3 separate regions of the Sus scrofa genome follow, and regions 2 and 3 are each linked to region 1. A link is a contact called in public Hi-C and HiChIP or PLAC-seq data. All regions are on one chromosome and are shown on one strand. Each heading gives the region's core, a stretch centred on a gene start, on an enhancer-like site or on the middle of the called end of the contact. The rest is flanking DNA. Distances are from core to core; before and after follow the strand shown. Region 1 holds the start of MFAP3L (microfibrillar-associated protein 3-like). Region 2 holds the start of NEK1 (serine/threonine-protein kinase Nek1). Region 3 holds the start of CLCN3 (H(+)/Cl(-) exchange transporter 3).

Evidence for each region. Hi-C and Micro-C count contacts between places; a contact is called where the count stands out from the background. HiChIP or PLAC-seq counts read pairs in DNA pulled down with a chosen protein or histone mark.
Region 2: a contact with region 1 is called in a Hi-C map of liver, with 2.3 times the contacts expected there. The contact joins the promoter of NEK1 here to the promoter of MFAP3L in region 1. A contact is called at or near these places in 1 of 5 promoter capture datasets (liver) and 18 of 47 Hi-C or Micro-C datasets (alveolar macrophages, brain, embryonic fibroblasts and 11 more).
Region 3: a contact with region 1 is called in an H3K27ac HiChIP or PLAC-seq map of alveolar macrophages. The contact joins the promoter of CLCN3 here to the promoter of MFAP3L in region 1. A contact is called at or near these places in 1 of 5 promoter capture datasets (liver), 3 of 47 Hi-C or Micro-C datasets (liver, mesenteric adipose tissue and skeletal muscle) and 1 of 2 datasets of contacts at active chromatin or transcription factors (alveolar macrophages).

The regions. Positions count from the first base shown.
Region 1 is chr14:19,822,446-19,827,342 of Sscrofa11.1, reverse strand. It overlaps MFAP3L (microfibrillar-associated protein 3-like), which reads right to left and starts at 2,207. Exons shown (of 4, transcript XR_002338663.1): 1 at 1,985-2,207.
Region 2 is chr14:20,142,601-20,147,497 of Sscrofa11.1, reverse strand. NEK1 (serine/threonine-protein kinase Nek1) reads right to left here and starts at 2,867. Exons shown (of 33, transcript XM_021072853.1): 1 at 2,775-2,867; 2 at 2,307-2,424.
Region 3 is chr14:20,124,407-20,129,303 of Sscrofa11.1, reverse strand. CLCN3 (H(+)/Cl(-) exchange transporter 3) reads left to right here and starts at 2,144. Exons shown (of 13, transcript XM_001926134.7): 1 at 2,144-2,384.

The DNA.
Region 1 (4,897 bases), core at 958-3,457:
GAGAATGTGGAGTTCTAAAGCGAAGAGTGGTGTTTAAATATGCCTTTTGTTAAATTTCATTGTCTAATACTGAACAAATAGGATTTTTAGATCCAGAAGGTGGCCTATGGACCTGTACTACACCTCAGGTTTACAAATGGGAAAGCTGCTTCCTCCAGGTAAGAAAAAAGCTCTGGGTGAGGGGAGACTTCCTAGCTTCCCCTTGGGAATGCAGCCTGAGAACACAGGATCAGCTGTACATATATGCAGTGCACATAGCAGATTTTGAATCTGATGCATTTTTACAGGAAAGGGAAGCATACTTTCTCAGCATTTGTGTTGGGTTTGCTTTTTGCTTTTTTCTCAAACTTCCAAATTTTTCTATACGTATAGAAAAACACATAGGGGCAATAAACACCAGCAACCAAACTCATTGGCTAAAATGGAGAGCTGTGGGTCTAATCTGCAGAAAGAGTAATCGTGTTGCTCTTGTTGTTGGGACATTTCCAGCCACTCCTGTTATGAAATCTCGGTCACGTATAGGCTCGGCACAGAGCCCATGTGGGGAAATCATCTGGAGGATCTGGAATGAGGGCTGAAGCATCTCAGGCAAGAACAAACATTAAAAGGTACTCACAAGCCAATGAAAAGAGAATCACCTCAAAAGTCCACTAAGGTCTACGATGAACGCAAACAAGACATTTTGTAATAAGCTTAATAAATAAAACAATGGAACCCACTAAGAGGTAGTTATGGGAACCAGCTGGAGAGTTAAAGCTTTAGTTAGAGGTAGAACTAGTTCCTATTAGAATAAGGATTGTTTGCCTTCCTCCTAAAATCAGTAATCCTAAGCATGGTAATGGTAAGGATGTTTTATGAAGGAAAAAAGTGTTTTATAAATAACCAACAGAAATGGCGGTGGACCTACAAACTGCGTTCTCTATGAAAATAATATGCCCAGTAAAACTATGCTGTTCTTACTCCCTTCTGAAAATAAATTTTCTTCCATCTTGCATTTCCCCCTGACAATTTTACTATGTTCGTATAGTAGCAACTGAAAAAAAGTGTTTCATTTAGAAACAAAAGTGAGAAAACTTTTGCAAAAAACATTGAGCTTCTGCAACTACGTTTCCAAATCTTATTATAAAGCCAAAATAATGCAAAAAAAGATGGCTACAGTAATCCAACTTTTCTGTAACAAGCATACTTAAACACAATGACAATTCAACCATAATACATTATTTTCTACAGTGAGACGATAAGGGACCTGCAAACATTTTTCTTTTTTGCTAGCTTGCTTTATAAATCTTGCAACTTGCAAGCTCAAGTTTTTTGGAGGGGAAGACTGGTTAATGGTCGAGCTTAAAATAAATCAGCTCTGCAATTACTCTGTTTTTTAAGCCGATGAAGCATATTTCCCCATTCCACGCCAGGAAGCAATTCGATGTCAACTTGCTATGGAGTCAAATGCGACAAACTCCAAGAGCTCCAGCGGAGGCGGCGGCTGCCGGCGCCCACAGTTCCCCGCACCCCTGCGGCACTAGGACGCGGCGCCCGCCTGGCTCAGGACGTGCCACCCGCACTCAGGGCCTGCACCCCCCTCCTTGTTCTGGGGACACTGAGAGCCGGTGACCCAGGTGACCTATAGTCGGCGAAGGCCCCGCCGCGGCTTGGCGTTCCCTCTCCCCGGAGACCGGGAGGCTCCTCGGCAGCGTGCGGCGAATACCACGCTCCGAGTCGTAGGAGGGCTATAGCGGCAACCTGGGACACAGTGTCTCCAACCCGCCGCTGCCGGATGCTCCTGCAAGGATCCCGAAGCATCTTGCGACCCAGGAGGAGCCCGCCGCAGGGACCTGGGCGCCTCCCGGCGTGCAGCCCCGGCCGCGGGCTCCTTCAGCCCGAGTGCCCCAAAGTTGCGCGGCCCCGGCGCTGGCGGTGACTCGGCCACCACGCGGTGCGGGGCTCCCCGCCGCCCAAGCCCCCGCCCGCGCCCCGCCAGCCTAACCTGACGTCGCCTCGCCACCCCGGCGACCGCCGCGTGCTCCTCGCCATGGCCAGACCGGGAGCCGCGCCGCGCCGACGCCCGGCAACCTCTCCAGCGGCCGCCTCTGCCCCCGCGCCGGCGTGCGGGCTGCGGGCTGCGGGCTGCGGGCTGCAGAGCCTCGCTGAGCCCAGCCTCCCGGAGCAGAGGAGCAGCCGGGCGGAGCATGCCCAGTGCGCGCAGCGCGGCGCCGCCGGGTCTTCGCTGCAGCGCGGCGGGGCGGGGCGGGCGGCGAGGCCGGGGGCTGTGGACCGGCCCGCCGGGGAGGGGCCAGGGAGAGGGGGGCGGCCCCTCGGTCAGCGCGGCCCGGAGGCCAGACCCGGTGCCCAGCTCCCCAGCGGCGCCTGCCCTGGGCTGTAGTACGGGAGCCTCGGCAGTCTCGGGCGAGAGTTTCGGGAGAGGGTCCCGAGATCCCGCCTTGCGGGGTTCGGAACCCGGCCCTGGCCCGCGACTCGGACCTACCCCGAGCAGGGCCCCGGTGAGGCCGCGGTGCCCCCGCTTTCAGAGCCCCGCCGCGCGCGGAACCGCAGGAGCAGGACGTCCACCGGCGGTTTGCGAGCGGCGGGCTCGGGATTCTAGGCTTCTCCTATTGTGACTATTTGTAGTTTGTAAGTTTTTTTCTAGTGAACACTGTGGTGCTTTTTCATTAAGAGCGGCGATTTTTTCAAGGCGCCTGCAGAAGTTGAGCGGCCCGGCCCCGCAGTGTGAGCGGCCCCTTTCCAGACTGCAGGACTGCGCGTTCCTGGGCCCGGGACCCGCTCCTCCTCCCTCGGCTCCCCGGCCGGCCCCGCCCCGCCCCCGCCCATGCCCCGCCCTCCACTCCTGACCCCGCCCCTCCCCCGGCTGCGGCGAAAATCCGGAGTGGCGGATTGCCCTCTGCTCCGCGGGAGCCGGCTGTGGGCTCCTGCAGGAGCGGTGCCGGGGTGCGGCTGACGCCGCTCCGCGCTCCCTCTTCTCACTCTGTCCTGGGCGAGCCACGCGGGGCAGCGCCGCGACCCCAGCCGCCGGCCCTGCCTCAGAAGCGGGTCAGGACCCGACTGAGCATGCTCGCCCTCCAGCGCAGCGTGGCTCGACCAGGTGGACGCTGCCGGGACCCGGGGTCGGACCGCGCAGGGGAGGCGCAGGTGCGTGGTCCGGCCGCAGGTGCAGGGGACCTGGCTGGAAGGCGGGGGAGGGGCATCTGGCCTGCAGGTGAGTCACAGCCTGATAGGAACTGGAAATCCTATTTCAACGTTAGCTCGTAGAACTTTCAGCTCGTTTCTCTTTCAGGAAACCTAAACCCTTCATACTTTTCTCATACTTAACAAGCAGTCTTTACAATTGCACTAGGACACGAAATTTTTACTTTATTTTTTTCTTGCCAGAGACTAAGGTCTATGTCCTCGCTCCAGGGTCTTTCTGCACTGCCGCATTCCTTTTCCCTCAGGCAGTTCAGTCTCTGAGACTCCGCTTCGCATTCTCCCCAGAACCTCGCTCCACCTCGGATGCGCTTGAGGTGGGCATAGGAATTTGCTTCGAAGCCTGTAACGGAAAAGAAGACGGGAATGGAGGGCTTACAGGGAAGAGATTTCACAGGTTCTAGATGAATAAACTCAACCCAGACAGATGCTTTCAGGTGAGTGGGGTGTTGTCTGTTTCCTGGCGGGGGGAGGGGGCGCTGCCCTGCAAGGCTTGGTGCGATTGTTTCCCCCTCCGCCCCATCCCCTTTCTACCGCCAGGGTGGCTTCACTTCCATCCCTCTGCTTGTCCAGCCCCGGCTGGGTGCCAGCGTGCGTGGGGACACCACCTGTGGAGGAAGGTCACTCCTGGGCAGAGTTTGCTGCGAAGCTACTTTAGTAGCTTCCGCAGAACCCTGTCTTATGCTGGAGGCACCTGCATCCTCCTCCTGAGGTGTGAGGCCCCATTATTTCGGTTCTGTGAGAGCCCTGTTCTTGAACTTGCTTAGGCCTCTTGGAGGTCCACACCGGAAGCCCGGCATCCCGCCTCCTCAGTTTGGCACAGCACACATATGGACGTTATCCCAGGTTCATTCACCTGCTTCCCCTGCCATCCATCTAGTCACCGCCTGTCCACCTGTCCTTATACATCTCTGCATATGGGACCCTCCACCTACACTGCCCTCTTCAGGCCTCATCTTCCCCCTCAACCAGGGAGCAGGGACCATCCAGAAGGATCCTTCCCTCCAACCCATCCTCTATGGCTCTGCACACTTTGCTTTTTAAGCAAATTTTATTCAGTATGACTTTAGTGGGATTCCTAGCACCTTCAAGTTAAAGACAAAGTTTTAAGCTTGAATGGGCCTCTATCTCCCTCTCCAGATTGCCCTCCAGCCATTTTGCCCTAGTGCCCCCCATCCTAGCCAACCCAAATGACTGGTGGTGCAAAGTCACACTTCCATGTTCCTATGGTAGTCTTGTCCCTCCTTTCGCCTTGCTCATCCCTTGGCCAACTGCTATGTCTTCAACACCCACTTCAGGCTGGGTCTCCTCTGACCTTCCTGAGGTTCCCTCTTGGGTACCTCACATGTGCCATATGCTTTGTCTCTGTTAGACTTCTGACCTTGATTTATTTTCCTCTGTCTCCAGTGCACGATGAGGGTATCGTGACCGCAAGAGCTCCTGTCAACCCTCTGTGTCTTTGCTCTCAATCCTCAGTAAGATTTTACTTAATAAATGAATGATAGACTTATGTACCCCTATAATATTTCAAATACATTAACTTAAAAAATTCTTCCTGAGAATTGTAAGTAGAGTGCACAGAAAAAAATCCTAGGACAAAGTCACAATGTATACAATTTGCTGAATGGTTATGCTCCTTGGAGTGATGTGAAACCTCCGATGTGACCTTCACCCCAGTGGACCTTCCCCAGCTTCAGAA
Region 2 (4,897 bases), core at 1,618-4,117, 320 kb before region 1:
AGGATACAAAGTTAAAAGTTAACAACAACATAAAGGCATATAACTGATGCTAAAATGTGCAAAGGTATCCAATCTCCCATAAAGAGAATACAGCTTAAAAGTACAAGAGATAAATATTATGCTATGTACAATTTACCGCAACAAAAAAAATACAAAAAATAGCATTTTTAACTCATCAGGATGGCAAAATTCAGAAAGTCCATAACTATACTATGTTTGAGGGAATAAAAGGAAACAGAATACGGTAAGAATACAAACTGATACAAACACTAAAGAAAATAATTTGGTAATATCTACCAAAATTAAAAGTGTTCACACTGTGATCCGACAATTCCATTCAAGGAATTTACCCTAAAAATATTTCCAAATACATGAAAATGACATATGTGCAAAGTTATTCTCTGCAACAATGATGAAATGGCAAAACTTAAATATCCAGAAAAAAGTCAAAGAGAAAATTGACATGGATTAATTTCTAAGCACCAGAATAAGAAATGTGAAATACTATTTGTGTATTAAAAGGAAATACATTTGAATATATTTATATTTACACTTACTTATACACGTGTGCATGTATATATAAAATACTTGCATTTACATACACAAAATGCAATCTTTTGTGTAAGTAACATCTGAAAGGATACACAACAAACTGGTAATACTGACTGACTTCAGCGAAGAGAACTGAGTAGTTGAAAGGCCTTTCTATCTTTTTCTACCTTCTAAATTTCAAACCATCTGATTGTATTAACTATTCAAAACCATAACTAAAATTTAAATTTAAAAGCAATAATAAACGCTGACAGAAAGAAATAGGAAGAATGCTGCCTAAATCAATTTCTCGGGTTAAAATTCTTCAACAGTTTCTCCATTTCCAAACTTCAAACGCTGACATTCAAAATCTTTCTGTGTGGCATCACTCTTTTCAAGTATGTCAACTGAGCTCCAAAAAATATTATAGCCTGTAGTCAAGTTAGACATCTTTCCTCATATTTTACTAAGAATGTCTTTAAGCCACAACTACATTTGACATGGCAAAATTCTGTGCACCAAATGTGAAAAATGTCAGAGTATATGAATGAAAAACTGTATCCCCACCAATGTAGAACATTAAGCCTTTTCAGCTCTTTCAGTTATTTGACAGACAAGCAAAATGTCCTGAAGGGAAACAATGGTAAAGGAATGTCAACAGATTTCCAGAAGCCCATGTGGTACAGTCTGCAACTGCAATCCACACATATAGCTCTCCTAAAACAATAAATGCCATTTTGGACTGTGGGAGAGGGACAAAATATCTCCTCAATGAGGGAAGTCCCTGCCTTATTTCTCATAATTCAAAAAAGCAGAAAGCAGAAATGGAATTCCTATTACACTTTTTTCAAAATACGTTTTTTCTTCTCTTTAGGTCTATTCCTCTCTCTAAGACAATTCAGATAACAATTAACAACTTTCCTAGTGGAAAATACCAACATGTAAAGTTTATATTCATGAAATGGTGTCATGTCCATGACTTAGGTTAGAGGTAGGACACTAGACAGAGTAAAATTAACTTTGAATACAACGCTAATTTATTATTAAAATGACCTCAAAACAACTCCTGTGGCCAACTTCTGTAACCTTTAGTAAACGCCTAAAGGTGACTCAATGTGCAAAAACCTGTTATCCCACAAAATAGGCTCCTTACCTTTCAATATTAAAACAGATCTGTGGATCCTCTAATGTCAGACAAATCTACAGCAGAAACAAAGAACTAATTCTCTCCTTATCTGGCATCCCTCCATGGTGTCTACAATACTGCTGCATCATAAGAAAAGGCCATTACCAGCATATACTGGATATTACCTTCAACCCTTCATATGATTATTTCTGATGTAATTTACCATGGCAATAAAAACTCTTCCGCTTCTTGGGGACAGACCTTATATTAGAAAATAAAAATTAGGCCTGTATAAAAAAAAGTTACGATGAACTCTAACAGAACTTTTAATTCTCTACATACAGAAATTTTAAGCATGTAGAAATTATACATGAAGAAATTCTAAGAAATATAAATGACTTACCGGTAACAACACTTCTATTATTTTAAATCCATTATCACTGCAAGTTTTTAAATAATGTCAAAGAGTTGCTTAGTAACGCACACTGTTCCCTGGAGAATTAACACTGAAGAGATGCGGTTACTATTTCCCGTGCACTTCAGGTGAGGATCCCTGCAACCTCCACATCAGAAAGTCTAGACAAGGGCTCCCCGTTTCCAAAATGACTGCACTGTTCTGCACGTCGCCGCTTCCCTGAGAGCCACTCACCTTGGACCCAGGTCGTGGGCAGCAACGGCCGTGAGGGTCGATAGGCGCCGACCGTGTCGCCGTATTCCCGCGGGGTCAGCGAGGCAGAAGCACTCTCCCGCGGTCCAAAAAGGACATCCTGAAAAAGAACCGAGTTCGTGACCGCAGCGCCCGGCCCCGTCAGGAAGTGGCGGTGGGATCCTGCCGGTCCCCCACTGCAGCCCGCGCCGCCCGGGCCAACGCCCCGGGACACCGGTCCGCGCCACCGGGAGGCACAAACTGGCTTCCCAGCCCCTGGCAACGGCGGCGGGGGGAGTGCCCCGGGCGCCGCCCCCCAACTTCTCAGACGCGGCTGCCGGCGGCCTCACGAAGCAGACTCATTGGGTTTGGGGGCTATCTGCCGGCTTTTCCCCCGCGCCGCGCCACGCGGGCGCTGGACACCGGGCGACGCAAAGAAGAGCTGGGCAGTTCAAGCTCAGGACTCCATACCCGGCGCCCCAAAATCTGTAGCCAGTGCAGAGGGCGGGGCGTCCCCGGCGCGGCCGTGTGACGTCAGCGCGCGGGAGCCGACGCGGAGCGGGGGTGGCCGGGAAGGATGGGCGAGTCGTGGGTGGGGCGGGGCGGGGCGGGGCGGGGCGGGGCGGGGCGGGGTCTGGGTAGGACTGGGCCTGGGCGGGGCGGGGAGGGGCACTGCAGGTGCTTGAGGAGCGGAGTGGAGAGGTTCAGCCGGTTGGCTCCCTCGCGAGAGTGCAGCACAGAGGAGGGCCAGAACCTGCTAGAAAGTGGTATGGAGTAAAGCATATGATAAACTCGTGCATACACGTACTACAAAGAGAAAGGGACTTTTTTAACTTGGATGTTTTTTAGGATGCCACGTTTTGAAAACTAGTTTTGCTTTAAAAAGCAAGTTTTAGAGTTCCCATGTGGCTCAGCAGAGACAAACCCGGCTAGTATCTATAAGGAGGCGGGTACAATCCCTGGCCCCACCCAGTGGGTTAAGGATCCTTTGTGGAGAGCTGTGGTGTAGGCTGTAGTAGTCGCTCAGATCTGGTTGCTGTGGTTTAGGCCAGTAGCTGTAGCTCCAGTTCAACCCTTAGCCTGGAAATTTACGTTTGCTGAACCTGTGGCCCTTAAAAAAAAAGGCAAGCCTGAAGTGAAATAAGTCAGAAACAAGTACTGTATGTTATCACTTCCATGTGGAATCGAAAAAAAATAATACAAACTAATGAATACAACAAAAAGGAAACAGACTCATGGATGTAGAGAACAAATTAGTGGTCACCAGGGGGAGGGCTATGAGAAAGGTATGGGTATAGACACAATTGCTATATAAAATAAATAAGATACTATTGTACAGCACAGAGGAATATAGCTATTATTTTGTCATAACTATAAATGAAGTATAACATAAAAATTTTGAATCACTATGTTGTACATCTGAAACATATAATATTGTACATCAATTATACCTCAATGAAAAAAATAAATAGAATGTTTTTTAAAGCAAGCGTAGCAGTTCTCTTGTGGTTCAGTGGGTTAATGTTCCAGTGTTGTCACTGCAGCAGCTTGGGTCACTGCTATCACTCTGGTTTGATCCATGACCAGGGAATTTCCCCATGGCATGGGTGCAGCCATAAAAAATGAAATTAAAAATAAAATAAAAGCAAGCCTATTCTTAGTCTGTCTTGGATGGTTGAAGCAAGAAACTATTTTTAGGTCTCAAAAAAATTAAGTACAATGTGATTTAAAAAGAAAAAATTTTAAAAAAACTAATAAATATAATTTTCTACACTATCATATCTAATAGGTTCTGCCCGTGTATTGAAAGATTTAGTAGTCTAACTACCTTTCTTCATTGCAAGACTTTCAAAGATAGAGACAGTCTTTTCTGTAATAACGGATCATGCGCAGTGTCACCCTGGGTAGCCCTTTGGCTAAACTGCCTTCCCTAGAGTAATCCCAAGATACTGGAGAATCCAAACCTGAAGCTGAAGGAGGATGATGGTGTATCCACCTTAGTTACCCTCCAGGTTGTATGTGTTGTATGTGGCATGGAGGAGTTTTGCCAGAGGCCTCAGGTGTAAATGATTCAGATCTTTGCTACCAAGAAATCTGCTTCCTTCTCTCTCACCAAAACACCAAGGACTGAGACCTTTCTGGGTTCCCCTGCCAGTCTGGCTTAGTCGTGCTTAAACGAGATGCTTTATTGCTGGCATGGAAATTGAACTCTTTTTGCCTCTTTGCCAGAAGATGGCACTGCAAGTCATCCAACCTGGCAATCTGGGGACGTCTGCTTTAGTATGCCCCCTTAGTCTCCCTGCAAAAGACCTGTTTTCCTCATTTCCTGACTTCTAGGTTAACCTCCTGTGTCCCCGCCCACCCCCAGTTAGTAGGAATTTTGTCTTAATGCACAGTAATTCCAATTCCACCCACATTCCTTTGTACAGCAAAGCAATGTGAAAACGTTGCCATTGCTAATCTAAGTAAATTCCTCTTTGCAGCTTTCATGAAGAATGATTAGTCAGATACTTCTTTAGGCTCCTATCATAAACTGTTGGTGAGCACATAAACTGCTGTTGTCTTTGCAGAAGGAATGCTACCAATAGGCATAT
Region 3 (4,897 bases), core at 895-3,394, 300 kb before region 1:
AGCCAACTGACTTTGAGTTCATAAGAAAATGATATTATGATGGGTGGGCTTGACCTAATTATGTAACCCCTTAAAATAAGTCAAATTCAAGGAAAGGCAAGAGACCTTCTCCTGGCTTAGAGGAGGTGAGTTGCAACATTGTTAGAGGGCTATTTGGTTAGAGTTTGAGGACATTCTCTAGGAGCTGAGCGTGATCCCTGGTTAACAGCTGGCAAGAAAGCAAGAAAACAGGGGCCTCAGTCCTACAACAGATGGAATTGTGTTATAGGACCCTGCTTAAAGTGCTTTTATGTGATGTGTTATGTGCAGCTATCAAAAAGGAGTTGAATCTAGAATGTTGATATCAATGCTTATGGAGTGCTATGTGCCACCAAGATACAAAAAAGAATATGTAGATCGGATATTCATTACTTTCTTGTGCTTTTACTGGAAGGACCCAAAGGGTACATTGTCAAAAGCATTAGTGTTTGATACAGAGTGTGAATCTTTGGTAGGGAAGCCATAAGCTTCTCTTGCACACCCCACTGTACAACACTCAACAGTAAAGTCTCCTCCAGCACCTATCCCTCCACCTTCTCTCGGTCAACCCAGCTCCTTTCCCTCTCTTTCCTCCCTCAAAAGGAAAACAAACTCCTCTTCCTTCATGGGCTTCCCTGAGCTCTATGAACTGGCTGATGCACATCTGGTGTCTCCCACCTGAAACACATACCAAAAAGTCTGGCCAAGCCAAGGCAGTTATCTTTCTACACGGCCACTAGTTTCTTCCATCTTTTTATGTATAAATACGTAAAATAAAGTTTCCTCCATCTTTTTATGTATGTAATATCTTTGTATGTGCTAAGAAAGTCCCTGGAAATATAGCCAAGACATAATTAATGGTATCTATCTTGGTGTCTGGTACTAAGGTTGGCCAGGCTGTGCAGGATGGCATCGCATTTCATGCTTTTTCCTTCCAAAAATTTTAAGCCATTGTGTTAGTTTTTCAAGGCTGCTGCCACAAAGTACCACAAACAGGGCGCAGGGGTGGGGGGTGGGAGTGTCTTAAAACAACAGAAATTTACTCTTGCACAGTTCTGGAGGCCAGAAGTCTGAAATCAAGGTGTCCACAGGGTTATGCCCTCCTGGAGGGCTCTCTGGAAGAATTCTTCCTTGTGTCTTCCAGCTTCTGGTGCTGAGTTCCAATCTCCGCTTCCATCTTCATATGCCCATTTTCCTGTATGTCTGCCTCTGAGTCTCTATGAGAACACCAATCCTACTGAATTAGGTCCCACCTTAATGACCTTACCTTGATCACATCTGTAAAGACCCTATTTCTAAATCAAGCCTCTTGGGGGTGGGATGGGGGGCAGGATCTTCTCTGGGGACAAGGTCAGCCTATGCTAGCCGTAATTATTTTTACAATCAAAAAACAAACTGGAGTTCCTATTTTGGCTCAGCAGGTTAAGGACTGGACATAGTCTCCCTACGGATGCAGGTTCAATCTTGGCCTGGCTAGTAGGTTAACGATCTGGTGTTGCCTGGTGTTGCCTGAGAGGTGCGGTGTAGGTCACAGATGCAGCTCGCATCTGGTGTTGCGGTGGCTGTGGTCTAGACCTCTAGCTGCATCTTGGATTGGATTCGTAGCAGGGGAACTTCCGTATGAGGCAGGTGTGGCGGGTAGAAAGAAGAAAAATAAACAAAGGCACACTATTCAATGGGCAGCATTTTACATGGCAACTTGTCTGGTCTCTTTAAAACATCAATATTATGAAAAATAAAAGTGACTTAAGAAACATAAACAAAATTCGATGTTTAAAACTTGACTGGATCCTGGTTTGAAAAAAAGGTCTGAAAAAGATTATGTTGTTGAAAATTGGCAAAACAAATATATATTTATCATCAGATGATATTAGGGATTTATTGCTCATTTCCTCGTTGTGATATTGTGATTGTGTCACCACGGGGCGGACAGCACAGCGCGAGGGATGTGACCAACTGTTAGGGAAGGGACGCCCCCCTAGCTGGCTCCGCCCCCTCAGGTGCCCCGGCCTCGCCCACCGCCTCCCCATGGACCGCCTCCTGCTTCTACAAGACCCTCCCACTGCTCCCAAGCGGCCCAATGGGCGCCGACGCGACTCCGACGGGGGGCCGGACGCCGAACGGCCGTTCACGGCTACGCGGTGACGTCAGGCGCCGACGCACCTGTCGGCCCTGCTCTCGCGGCTCCTGTCGGCTTCGTGGGGTCGGGTGGGTCGGGCCGGGGTCCGGAACCGCAGCCCTCCCCGGCGGTGCATTGAAGCCCGCAGCCGGAGTCGGGCCGGGTGATGAGGAGTGCTGGGTGGCTGGCCGCTCCTGTTCCTTCTGGAGTTGGAGCATGGCTGCAGCTGTAGTGCCTCCGGAGGGAGGTGAGCTGGGGCGGTCGCGTTGGACTCGGGGCAGCGGGTGGAGCCCAGGGCCCCGAGCGTCCGGTCCCGAGTCGCGGCGGGCTGGGCCGCTCCTGGGCCGGGCGGACCTGCTTGACGCTGACCCCGCTTCCGCACAGGTGTGAGCCCGCGCCCCTTCTGAGGTCCCTGCCTCCTTCGGGAGCCGCTGTGGACCTTGAGCAGAGCGGACCGAGGCTCCAGGGAGGGGTGGTGGTGCGCTCCCGCAGAGGGGTTTACTTCGCGACATGGGCCCAAGTTTAAAGTTAATGTTCAGCTTCTCGGGTTTTAGTTTAGATTTAAGTGTATGTCAAGACAAAGTTTGTGTATGTAGATAACATTCGTGTCTTGACTTAGACCGGAAGCTACCTTAGACCCAGAAATTAACTTTGTATAAAATACGCTTTTTTGGTAGAGTATTTTAAAACAAGCACATAGAAGATAATTACATATACCTCAGTGCGTATTAGAGGCTGAAATTTGCTTCCGTTCAAGAAAATTCTTTATAAAAATGAAAACAGTGACCCTAACTTTGTTTTTTTTTTTTTTTTTTTTTTTTTTTGGTTATTCTGAAGTTCAGTTCTTGCAACTATAAACTTTGAGCTATGCAGTTCAGTTACTGCAGCATCACTGTGGTTTATGTCATTGATTGTCGAACCTTTCCAGATGCTTTTCTTTTCACCTCTCAGGAGTTAATTTAGAAGATTCTTAATGAGGTAGGCATGGAAATAATTTACTGATGTCAATTTTGCTTGCCTTGTGAGTCCCTAGAAAATCGGTAGCTATCTAGAGTGCAGATAGGAGTTAAAATGCTCCTGCATGTGTTCTTGATATTCACCTCAAAAGGTGTTGTTGATTGTTTTGCTGTTACATAGTATAGCTTAAAAACCAGGTAAACCCTATAGGTTTTTCCTTAGATTGAGTAATTTATGACCTCTGGTTACTAGGAACAGCCCCTTTTGGCAGAATCCCTGACAGATTGCATCTCCTCCCACACCTTACCCCCCACACTCTTCAAAGATTGATTCTTTGCTTGAAAAACAGGTCAAGATATGTTAAAAGGTCAATATGAATGTGTAGTACCTACATCTTTACTTGGAACTTGTGTTATAGCATGAGTTTTCAAGCATATGTAGCATATTAGGAATGCTGATATTTAACCTGGTTTTGGATATATGCAGTTCGGGGGAAAGATTTGCTGAAATTACGGTTTTATGTTAGTGACTTGGCTGTTTTCCAGGTCATGTTGGTGATGGGCTTTCCATTTCCTGTTGTGACATGTTGGTAATAATTTTCGGTCTGCTCAGGAAGCCAGATTTGATCTCTGTGGTGGGTCAGATATCAAAGCAGTATCCTGTGAGGTTTGGCCACTGTCACTGCTTTGTAGAACTTGCAGCTTAGTTTTTAGTCAAACTTTTCAGCAGTGGATATGTTACTATTTTATTTTATTTATTTAGTCTTTTTGCCATTTCTTGGGCCACTCCTGCGGAATATGGAGGTTCCCAAGCTAGGGGTCGAATTGGAGCCGTAGCTGCCGGCCTACGCCAGAGTCACAGCAACTCGGGATCCAAGCCACGTCTGCAACCTACACTGCAGCTCACGGCAACGCTGGATCCTTAACCCACTGAGCAAGGCCAGGGATGGAACTTGCAACCTCATGGTTCCTAGTTGGATTCGTTAACCACTGAGCCACAACGGGAACTCCGATACGTTACTATTTTATTGAGTGAATTCTGTGATTCAGAGTCTTTCCTAAGTGATTTTGTGAATTATCTCAGTTCACCTTGAAGTAGGTGCTTTCATTTTTCCCACTGTAGGGGTGTGGAAAATGAGGCATAGAGGATTTGATTAATTTCCATAAGATCCCAGTCATTGTCAGAACTGAGGCTGAAGCCAGGCAGTGTGTTTCATTTTCACGTGTATCTAAACATTGTAGCTGTTATATATTTTGATTTTTAAAGAGAAATGTTCTTCAGCTAAGTATAAAATGAAAGATTAAAAAAAAAAAAGATGAACCCAGTAGGTAAACTGCCCTTGTGCATTACTGAAATACAGAGATTTGATCTGCAACTTTGATTGGAACCAAGTCAGGCAAATATCTTTCTTTTTTTTTTTTTTTTTAAGATCCTTTCAGTTTATTCTTTCAACAAATAATAAGTACCTACAAACTAGGTACTCTGAGTACAGCGTATTCCTCTGAATAAAGAATAGGGGAGGAGGTTGGAATTTTGAATAGTGTCATCAGAAAGGACTTCACAGGCATGGTGACAGGCAAATATATTTCTTGACCTCATGGGAAGTAGTTGAACAGTTTCTATCTTATAAAATCATGAAAATTATTTAGTTTTCAGAGTGTAAGTCTTCCATAGCATCTTTCATCTTTTTGTCGGATTGTTTACCTTTTTACAGTCTGAGTTTTATATTTGTGTTTTTCCTCCTCCCCGCCCCCCTTTTTTTGTCTTTTTAGGGCCTCACCTGTGGCAAGTGGAGGTACCCAG